2 separate regions of the Sus scrofa genome follow, and region 2 is linked to region 1. A link is a contact called in public Hi-C data. All regions are on one chromosome and are shown on one strand. Each heading gives the region's core, a stretch centred on a gene start, on an enhancer-like site or on the middle of the called end of the contact. The rest is flanking DNA. Distances are from core to core; before and after follow the strand shown.

The links. Hi-C and Micro-C count contacts between places; a contact is called where the count stands out from the background.
Region 2: a contact with region 1 is called in a Hi-C map of differentiating spermatogonia, with 2.3 times the contacts expected there. The contact joins two enhancer-like sites. A contact is called at or near these places in 4 of 47 Hi-C or Micro-C datasets (differentiating spermatogonia, epiblast stem cells, skeletal muscle and 1 more).

Annotation. Positions count from the first base shown.
Region 1 is chrY:42,897,247-42,902,826 of Sscrofa11.1, forward strand. No RefSeq gene overlaps it. Among named protein-coding and RNA genes, the nearest start is that of SRY, 2.4 Mb to the left of the region's middle. Within about 2 kb of position 3,250, at least 9 of the 83 cell types and tissues checked have an H3K27ac peak or open chromatin away from gene starts, as enhancers often do. A contact at or near this core is called in differentiating spermatogonia, where this site is marked.
Region 2 is chrY:42,978,786-42,984,365 of Sscrofa11.1, forward strand. No RefSeq gene overlaps it. Among named protein-coding and RNA genes, the nearest start is that of SRY, 2.5 Mb to the left of the region's middle. Within about 2 kb of position 2,301, at least 7 of the 83 cell types and tissues checked have an H3K27ac peak or open chromatin away from gene starts, as enhancers often do. A contact at or near this core is called in differentiating spermatogonia, where this site is marked.

The DNA of each region.
Region 1 (5,580 bases), core at 2,000-4,499:
GATGATAAGTATTCTTTCCAGCATTCTTCTCATGGCCACCATTCCATCAGGTTCCTGAGTAAATAGCCACTGCTCAGGCTTGCTTTTGGATTATGATACATCTGAAAGGGACCAGTGAGCTTATCACTTCCAGTCTTTTCCCACAGGGGAAAAAAGCCTCCTAGGTATGACCGGGATGATAAATCTCATTCCAGAGCTCAAACCATGAAATAGGACCCTCTGCCTTCAACCAAGGACGTGGCCCTCAACATCAAACCTGAGGAAATATTGGAATGGGAGGAAGGATAATTCCCTGCTTCTGAACATACATGACAAAGGAAGAAATCACACACTAGCTACCCACAGTGAGAAATTTCCCGAGAATGAAGCTGGGATATATCTGGTGGGTATTTCACAGGTTGATAAGAATACGTCTTGTCTACTGGGGTGCTGAATGAAGGTGGGGTGACTAGTTCCACTGCTGGCTTGTTGGGGGGTACACAAATATTAGGAATTTAAGGAGCCTCTCTTCTTTTCATCCGTGAGCCCTATGGTGGGGGCTTAATGGGCAGGTCTTGAGGTTTCCCTCTTGGACGAGAGGGGACTCTGGCCTGCCAATTGAGGGTCTAGAGAAGGAGGAGAATTGTCCCAAAGGGAGACTGGTTTTAGGGGACTGAATACTTGTACTCTGTCCCATTGTCATTCAGACCCTGCTGAAGGGTGCTCAGACCCCTTCTTATATGCCAACTCACTGAGACATGGAGTGTCAGAGACCTCATTTCCGAACTCCCCTAAGAAAGAGTCGAGAGATCCACCTCACCAGCAACTTGACAGACCTGATCACACACGTGTGGTGTGCTGCAGATAAGTGAATTCTCACTCGGTCCCTTATGTGTAGGTGGTTGAAAGATGTTGATCTCGGAGTCAAATCTGTGACCGTGTAGAACGCAGTAGAAATGGGATGATTATCTGACAGTGTGAAGGGCTGACAATTGTAAGATAGTGGTACACTGTGTAAGGTGGAAGATCTCCATACAAACAGAGGAGTTATTTCAGGAAAAATGCTTTTATATTTCATAGGAGTTTGGAAGACTGATGGAAAATCTTGGTGAAATAATTTGACTGCTCTCCTGGCTGAGATACGCCAACCAGGACCAGCACAGATCACCTTGGAAGAGTAGGATTTGAGAGAATGTGAAGGAGGAGGAAGCCGAAAAAGAGAGTGAGAGAGAGAGAGAGAGATGAGATTCGGATATAAGCCACATTCCAGGGCACAATTTCATTCCCAAGCCCTTGTGTGAGTTTCCGGGAACTATTAGACACAAAGGATATATCAGTCCTCTTGCATGAGATTTTCACTCGTTCTTGGCCGGTCTGTAGAAATATGTCGGTTTCAAGCAGTCCTCCCTGCTTGGCACCCATATCTTTTCAAATGACACGAGGTGTGGGTCAAGTTAAATGAGACACTATGCTATCCCTAAGCGGAAAAGTCCCTTCCTATTGAAATGGCAGCTCATAGGGTGTTCTTCCTCAGTCGTTCATTGATTTAGTTGTCCAGGGGACTTTGGTTTGGGTGTTTGGAATGACATCTTTTCTCTCCAAAAGAGATTCTGTACTGTGTATTCGTGTGAGGCAGTGACTGAGAAGGCACTTGACCCTGAAGTGCTACATATGTTATGAGATATCCATCGTTATAGAGAAAATTTAGTTCCGCAGTGTGTGGAGTTGCCTTATTTCTAAAAAGGTGCAATTCCAGAAGTGGCCATGGCACTGATCTTATGCCCATGGAGCCTTGTGACCAAACAACCTCTCTGTGAGAATAGAGGTGTGTGATGGGCCATATGTGGGACATTCTCCCCCTCACACCTTGAGAGTTCAAGGATGGACACCATGAGCTCTTGCTCTGGAGGTATGTCGAAGTTGATGGAAAGGAGGATCCATCAGATGGGTGGTCCTCTTGGATGAACAATATTTTCTCCATATGTAGGCTAATAGCCACCACTCTCATCAGGTTCCCAAGCTAAATGTGGATTCTAGAGGCTGGGTGTTTGAACATGTAATACCTTAAAGGGATCCGTGGGCAGAATACCTCAAGGGAGTTCCTAAATATGAAAAAAGAATTGTGCTTCATGGCCGTTTGAAACAAGTCATCCCAGGGCACAAACAAGGAAACCATGCCCCAATGCTCTTCACTAAGCATGAGGCCCTGGATGTAACCCCTGAAGAAGACTTTCCCAATGGGGCATCTTCAGCTCCACACATCTGAATCCACATTTCCATAGCCTAAGCCACAGGGGAGCCCTCCAAACAGAGGCATTTTGACACATATGTAACCGGTCTATTTCAGGTGCTTTTTCCACAGGTGGATAAGAACAAGCCCTCCCTCTCCTGGAGTGCTTACTGGCAGTGTGCTGCGTGGGTTCAGTTCCAGTGTGTTTGTTGTGTCTACAATCAAAAAAAGGAAAGGTGGGTGGATAGTTTAATCTTCCAGGAGCCTTGTGATGATGCCTCAATGTGAGGGTATTGAAAGTTTCATCCTGGAAGGGAGTGGGCTCTGTCCCTGACAATCATGAGTCTAGAGAATGAGGAGGTCTATTCCATAGAGACGGGTTTTGGTTGACAGACATCTTGCACTCTGGGCTCTGGTTGGGCAGCCCACTGGCCAAGGATGCTCAGACCATTGTTTGGATGCCCAATCATTGAGACATGAAGAGTCCTAGACTTCATATTCTATATCCCCTAAGAACGAGTCCAGAGATCCACACCCGAGCAAATCCACAATACCGCATGGACCAGGTAGGGAATGCTGCAGATCAGTAGTTTCTTGTGAGAGCTCTCAGGTGAACGTTGTTGGAAGGGTGTTGCTCTCTGAGTCCAATATGGGACCGTACAGACCGAAGTACATATGAAGTGTTCAGCGTGTCATATGAAGGGCTGAATATGGGAGTTGATGTGGAAGGATGACTTAGTTGGGGTGTCTCCACATAGCACAGGAAGTCTTTCTGGACCACTGCTTTTATATTTCATCAGGCCTAGGATGACAGGCAGAAAAGGCTGGGGGATCACTTGGAGCATTATCTTGACTAATATATTTCATCCATTATCACCACAGGTCAACTTGTAGCAGGAGGATACAAGAGAAATTGAAGGGGGCCAATGGAGAGTGAGAGAGCTAGAGAGAAGGAGATCAAAAGAAGGAGAGAGAGAGGTAAAGGAGCTGTGGATTCAAGCAACCGTCAATGGGAGGAAAAATGCTCCAAGGACGTGTCCTTGTTTAAGGTGGATATCCCACAAGTGGGACAAAGCAGCACACTTGTACCAGAGTCTTCTCTCCTTCCTGGCCTGACTCCCAAAATGTGTCCATTACGATCCCTGCTCCATACTGGAAGACAGGTTTGAAAGCCTTGTTTTGGTACCTATATCTTCTCTAATGGCATAATGTCGAAATCAGTTTTAAAAATATTCCATAGTTTCCTTCAGTGGAAATTCCTCCTCCTATGGAAAGGGAATCTCGTGTGTTGTTCTTCCTCCATCGGATATCGTTTTCATTTTCAGGATCCGTGGGAAGTCGATCTTTATCTTTTTCTTTTTCTTTTGTTATTTTCCCACTGTACAACAAGGGAGTCAGGTTATCCTTACATGTATACGTTATAATTACATTTTTCCCCCACCCTTTCTTCTGTTGCAACATGAGTATCTAGACATAGTTCTCAATGCTATTCAGCAGGATCTCCTTGTAAATCTATTCTATGTTGTGTCTGATAAGCCCAAGCTCCCGATCCCTCCCACTCTCTCCCCCTCCCATTAGGCAGCCACAAGTCTCTTATCCAAATCCATGATTTTCTTTTCTGAGGAGAAGTTCATTTGTGCTGGATATTAGATTTCAATTATAAGTGATATCATATGGTGTTTGTCTTTGTCTTTCTGGCTCATGTCACTCAGGATAGTTTCTCTAGTTCCATTCTTTTTGCTGCATATGGCATTATGTCATCCGTTTTTATGGCTGAGTAGTATTCCATTGTGTATATATACCACCTCTTCCGAATCCAATCCTCTGTCGATGTACCTTTGTGTTGTTTCCATGTCCTGGCTATTGTGAATAGTGCTGCAATGTACATGCGGGTGCACGTGTCTCTTTTAAGTAGAATTTTGTCCGGAGAGATGCCCAAGAGTGAGTGGGATTGAGGGGTCATATGATAGTTCTATGTATAGTTCCCTCAGGTATCTCCAAACTATTCTCCATAGTGGCTGTACCAGTTGACATTCCCACCAACAGTGCAGGAGGCTTCCCTTTTCTCCACAGCCCCTCCAGCCCTTGCTATTTTTGGATTTATTACTGATGGCCATTCTGACTTGTGTGAGGTGGTATCTCAGGGTAGTTTTGATTTGCATTTCTCTTATAACCAGCGATGTTGAGCATTTTTTCATGTGTTTGTCGGCCATCTGTATATCTTCTTTGGAGAAATACCTATTCAGGTCTTTTGCCCATTTTTCCATTGATTGATTGTTTTTTTTGCTGTTGAGTTGTATAAGTTGCTTATATATTCTAGAGGTTAAGCCCTGTCTGTTGCATCATTTGAAACTATATTCTCCCATTCTGTAAGTTGTCTTTTTGTTTTCTTTTGGGTTTTGATTTGCATTTCTTTTATAACCAGCGATGTTGAGCATTTTTTCATGTGTTTGTTGGTCATCTGTATATCTTCTTTGGAGAAATACCTATTCAGGTCTTTTGCCCATTTTTCCATTGATTGATTGGCTTTTTCGCTGTTGGGTTGTATAAGTTGCTTGTATATTCTAGAGATAAGCCCTTGTCCGTTGCATCATTTGGAATTATTTTCTCCCATTCTGTAAGGTGTCTTTTTGTTTTCTTTTGGGTTTCCTTTGCTGTGCAAAAGCTTTTCAGTTTGATGAGGTCCCATGGGTTTATTTTTGCTCTAATGTCTATTGCTTTGGGAGACCGACCTGAGAAAATATTCATGATGTTGATGTCAGAGCCTGTTTTGCCTATGTTTTCTTCTCGGAGTTTGATGGTGTTCTGTCGTATATTTAAGTCTTTCAGGCATTTGGAGTTTTTTTTTGTGCATGGTGTGAGGGTGTGTTCTCGTTTCCTTGCTTTGCATGGAGCTGTCCAGGTTTCCCAGCAATGCTTGCTGAATCGACTTTCTTGTTCCCATTTGAGGTTCTTGCCTCCCTTGTCCAAGATGAATTGACCCTAGGTGTCAGGGTTTCTTTCCGGATTCTCTCTTCTGTTCCATTGGTCTGTCTGTCTGTTTTGGTACCAATACCACACTGTTTTGATGACTGTGGCTTTGTAGTATTTCTTGAAGTCTGGGAGCGTGATGCCTCCTGCTTGGTTTTTGTTTCTCAGGATTGCTTTGGCGATTCTGGGCCTTTTGTTGCTCCATATAAATGTTTGGATAGTTTGTTCTAGTTCTGTGAAAAATGTCCTGTGTCATTTGATAGGGATTGCATTGAATCTGTAGATGGCTTTGGGTAGGATGGCCATTTTTACAATATTGATTTTCCCAATCCAGGAATATGGACTATCTTTCCATTTCTTTACGTCTTCTTTGATTTCTTTGATTAAAGTTGTATAGTTCT
Region 2 (5,580 bases), core at 1,051-3,550, 81 kb after region 1:
CTGAGAAGAATCCTGGAATAAATACATATCCTCCAATTGTCCAATACATCCAATGGATCCTCCTTTAATTTTGTATCCACATACCTCCAGATCATGAGCTCGGGCTGCCCGATGTCCAACAATTGAGTCGTGATGGTGACAGACTCTCACTTTGAGCCCATCACTTGCCTCACTTCTCAGAGAGGGTCAGTGGTGTCACAATGCTTGGTGGGCATCATGCCATTGCCATGGCAACCATTGGGCCTGACCTTCTCAGATGGAAGGCAACTCCACCTCCTCTGTGCCCACCTGCTCTCTACAGAAGGATATCTCTTCCCCTGAACGTGCGTCAGGCTCAACACGGTGGTTCACGGACTGCTTCCCAGGAAGACACAGTCTACAATCTCATGGGGAAAGAAAATATGGGATTGAAAAAGACCCACTCCCCACGGAGCCTGAACATGAAAACAATGGCCGATGGAGGAAGAACAACACATGAGCATCCTTTTCCATGGGAGGAGGATTTTCCACTGAAGGAAACTATGGAATAACTTTTAAACTGATTTCCACCCCATGCCATTGGAGAAGATATAGGGACCATAGCAAGGCTCTCAAACCTGTCTTCCAGTATGGAGCAGGGATTGTAATGGACACATTTTGGAAGTCAGGCCAGGAAGGAGAGAAAACTCTGGTACAAGTGTGCTGCTTTGTCCCATTTGTGTGCTATCCACCTTAAACAAAGACATGTCCTTGGAGAAACTATCCTGCCAATGAAGGTTGCTTGAATCAACAGCTCCTGTTCCTCTCTCTCTCTTTCTTTTGATCTCCTTCTCTCTAGGACTCTCACTATCCCCTTTACACCCCTTCAATTTCTCTTGAATCCTCCTGCTACAAGCTGACCTAGGGTGATATTGGAAGTAATATATTAGCCGAGAGAATGGTCCAAGTGATCCTCCAGCCTTTTCTCCCTGTCACTCTAGGTCTTATCAAATATAAAATCAGTGGTCCAGAAAGACTTCCTGTGCTGTGTGGAGACACCCCAACTAGGTTATCCTTCCACAATACTTCCCATATTCAGCCCTTCCGATGGACACGCTGACCACTTCATATGTACTTCGGTCTCTAGGGTCCCATATCGGACTCCGAGATCAACACACTTGAAACAACGTTCACAAGAGTTCTCTCTCAAGAAATTACTGATCTGAAGCATTCCCTACCTAGTCCATGATGTGTTGTGGATTTGCTCGCGTGAGGATCTCTGGACTCGTTCTTAGGGGATATAGAATATGCAGTCTATGGCTCGTCATGTCCCAATGATTGGGCGTCCAAACAATGGTCTGAGCAGCCTTGGCCAGTGGGCTGGCCAACCAGAGCCCAGAGTGCAGGATATCTGTCAACAAAAACCAGTCTCTATGGAAAAGACCTCTTCATTCTCTAGCCTCAGTATTGTCAGGGACAGAGCCCACTCCCTTCCAGGATGAAACTTGTAATACCCTCAAATTGCAAGCATCATCACAGGGCTCGTGGAAGATCAGATAATCAACCCACCTTTCCTTCTTTTTGATTGTAGACACAACAAACACATTGGCACTGGCCCCATTCACCACACTCCCAGGAAGCCCTCAATGAGAGGGAGGACTAGTTCTTATCCACCTGTGGAAAAGGCACCTGAAATTGATCGGTTATATCTCGGTTGAAATGCCTCTGTTTGGAGGCCTCCCCTGTGGCGTATGAAATGCTAATATGTATTCAGAAATGTGGAGCTGAAAATGCCCCATTGGGTGTTTTCATCCCTGGGTCTACATCCAGGGCCTCCTGCTTGGTGGAGAGCATTGGGGCATGGTTTCCTTGTTGGTGCCGTGGGAGGACTTTTTTTTAAATGGCCATGAAGGGGAATTCTTTCTTCACATTTCGGAACTCCCTTGAGGTATTCTGCCCACTGATCCTCTTAAGATATCACAAGTTCAAACACCAAGAGTCTAGAATCCACATTTAGCTTGGGAGCCTGATGAGAGTGCTGGCTATGAGTCTACAGATGGAGATAATAGTGTTCATCCAAGAGGAGCACCCATCTGATGGATCCTCCTTTCCATCAACTTCGACATTCCTACAGAGCAAGAGCTCCTGGTGTCCATCTTTGAACTCTCAATGTTTGAGGGTGAGAATATCCCACATTTGGCCCATCACACACCTCTATTCGCACAGAGAGGTTGTTTGGTCAAAAGGCTCCATGGGTATAGTATCAGTGCCATGGCCCCCTCTGGCACTACACCTTTCAGAAGGAAGGCAACTCCACACACTGGCGAACCCAATTATCTCTAGCATTATGTATCTCTGATAATATATGTAGCACTTCTGGGTCAAGTGCTTTCTCAGGCACTGCCTCACACGATTACACAGTATAAGTACCTTTTGGAGAGAAAAGTTGTCATTCCAAACACCCAAACAAAAGTCCACTGGAGAGTGAAATCAAGGAACGACTGAGGAACAACACCCTATGAGCTTCCATTTCAATAGGAAGGGCCTTTTCCTCTTAGGGAAAATAGAGCGAGTCATTTAAATTGACACACACCTCGTGACCTTTGAGAAGACATGGGTGCCCAGCAGGGAGAACAGCTTGCAACCGACATATTTCTAGAGACAGGCCAAGAACGAGTGAAATCTCATGCAAGAGTCCTGATATAGCCTTTGTGTCTAATAGTACCCGGAAACCCAGAAAAGGGATTGGGAATGACATTTTGACCTGGAATGTGGCTTCAATCCAAATCTCATCTCTCTCTCTCTCTCTCTCACTCTCTCTCTCGGCTTCTTCCTCCTTCACATGCTCTCGAATCATCCTCATCCAAGGTTATCTGTGCTGGTCCAGGGTGGCATATCTCAGACAGGAGAGCCGTAACATTCTTTCACCAAGATTTTCCATTAGTCGTCCAAACTCCTCTCATATATAAAAGCATTTTTCCGAAAATAACACCTCTGTTTGTATGGAGATATTCCACCTTACACAATGTACCCCAATCTTACCATTGTCAGCCCTTCACACTGGCAGATTACCATCTCAGTGCTATTGCCTTCTACATGGTCACAGATTTGACTCCGAGATCATCATCTTTTCAACCACCTACACATACGGGACCTAGTGAGAATTCACTTCTATGCAGCACACACAACGTGTGTGATCAGGTCTGTGAAGTGGCTGGTGAGGTGGATCTCTCGAGTCTTTCTAACGGGAGTTGGGAAATGAAGTCTCTGACACTCCATGTCTCAGTGAATTGGCATGTAAGAAGGGGTCTGAGGACCTTTCAGCAGGGTATCAATGACAATGCGATAGAATTCAAGGATTCGGTCCCCTACAACCAGTCTCCATTTGGGACAATCCTCCTCCTTCTCTACACCCTCGATTGGCAGGCCAGAGTCCCATCTCGTCCAAGAGGGAAACCTCAAGACCTGCACATGCAGCCTTCACCACACGGCTCACGGAGGTGAAGAAGAGGGACTGCTGAAATTCCTGACAATTGTGTACCCCACAATCAAGCCAGCAGTGGAACTAGTCACCCCACTTCCATCCAGCACCCCAGTAGACAGGACTTATTCTTATCAACCTGGGTAATAGCCACGAGACATATCCCAGCTTCATTCTCGGGAAAATTCATACTGTGGATAGCTAGTGTGTGCTTTCATCTATTGACGTGTACGTTCAGAAGCAGGGAATTGTCCTTCCCCCCATTCCAATATTTCCTCAGGGTTGATATTGAGGACCTCGTCCTTGGTTGAATGCAGAGGGGCCTATTTTCATGGTTTGAGCTCTGGAATGAAATTTATTATCCCGTTCAAACTTAGGAGGCTTCCTTCTCCTGTTGGAAAAGACTGGACGTGATAAGCTCACTGCTCCCTTTCAGATATATCATAATCCAAAATCAAGCCTGAGCAGTGGATATTCACTTAGGAGCCTGTAGAGAATGGTGGCCATGAGAAGAATGCTGGAAATTATACTTATCATCCAAGTGTCCAATACATCCAATGGATCCTCCTTTAATGTAGTATCAACATACAATCATAGTATCAATATACTATCAACATATGCAGCATACCCTGGCGTCAGGCCAGGAAGGAGAGAAGACTCTGGTACAAGTGTGCTGGTTTATCCCATTTGTGGGATATCCAACTTAAACCAAGACTTGTCCTTGGAGCAATTATCATAACATTGCCGGTTGCTTGAATCCACAGCTCCTTTTCCTCTCTCTCTCTTTCTTTTCATCTCCTTCTCTCTAGCTCTCTCACTCTCCCCTCTGCCCCCCTTCAATCTCTCTTGAATCCTCCTGCTACAAGTTAACCTGTGGTGATAATGGATGAAATATCTTAGCCAAGAGAATGGTCCAAATGAACGCCAGCCTTTTCTCCCTGTCATCCTAAGTCTGATCAAATTTAAAATCCGTGGTGCAGAAAGACTTCCTGTGCTCTGTGGAGAGACCCCAACTAGCTCATCCTTCCACAACGCTTCCCATACTCAGCCCTTCCTATGGACACGCTGACCACTTCATATGTACTTCGGTCTCTAGGGTCCCACATTGGACTCAGAGAGCAACACACTTGAAACTACGTTCAACTGAGTGCTCTCCCAAGAAATGGCTTCTCTGCAGCATTCCCTACCTGGTTCATGAGGTATTGTGGATTTGCTCGGGTGTAGATCTCTGCATTCGTTCTTAGGGCATATAGAATATGAAGTCTATCAGTCTTCATGTCTCAATGATTCGGCATCCAAACAATGGTCTGAGCGTCCTTGGCTAGTGGGCTGGCCAACCATAGCCCAGAGTGCAAGATATCTGTCAACCAAAACCAGTCTCTATGGAATAGACCTCCTCATTCTCTAGCCTCATGAGTGTCAGGGACAGAGCCCACTCCCTTCCAGGAGGGAACTTTCAATACCCTCAAATTGCAGGTATCATCACAGGGCTGCTGTAAGATCAGACAATCGACCCACCTTTCCTTCCTTATGCTTGTAGACAAAACAAACACAGTGGCACTCTCCCCAGGCACCACACTCCCAGGGAGCACTCAATGAGAGGGAGGGCTTGTTCTTATCCACCCGTGGAAAAGGCACCTGATATATACCGGTTACATCTCGGTTGAAATGCCTGTTTGCAGGGCTCCCAGGTGGCTTAGTCTATGGAAATATGTATTCAGAAGTGTGGAGCTTAAAATGCCCCATGGGGAATGTCTTCTTCAGGAGTTACATCCAGGGCTTCATGCTTGGTGGAGAGCATTGGGGCATGGATTTCTTGTTTATGCACTGGGATGTCTTGTTTCAAATGGCCATGAAGCACAATTCATTTTTTACATGTAGGAACTCCCTTGAGGTATTCTGCCCACTGACCCCTGAAGATATCACATGTTCAAACTCTAAGCCTCTATAGTCCACTTTTAGCTTGGGACCCTAATGAGAGTTGTAGCTATGATTCTAAAGATGGAGACAATATGGTTCATCCAAGAGGAACACCCATCTGATGGATCCTCCTTTCCATCAACTTCGACATATCTCCAGAGCAAGAGCTTCTGGTGTCTATCATTGAACTCTCAAGACTTGAGGGTGAGAATTTCCCACAA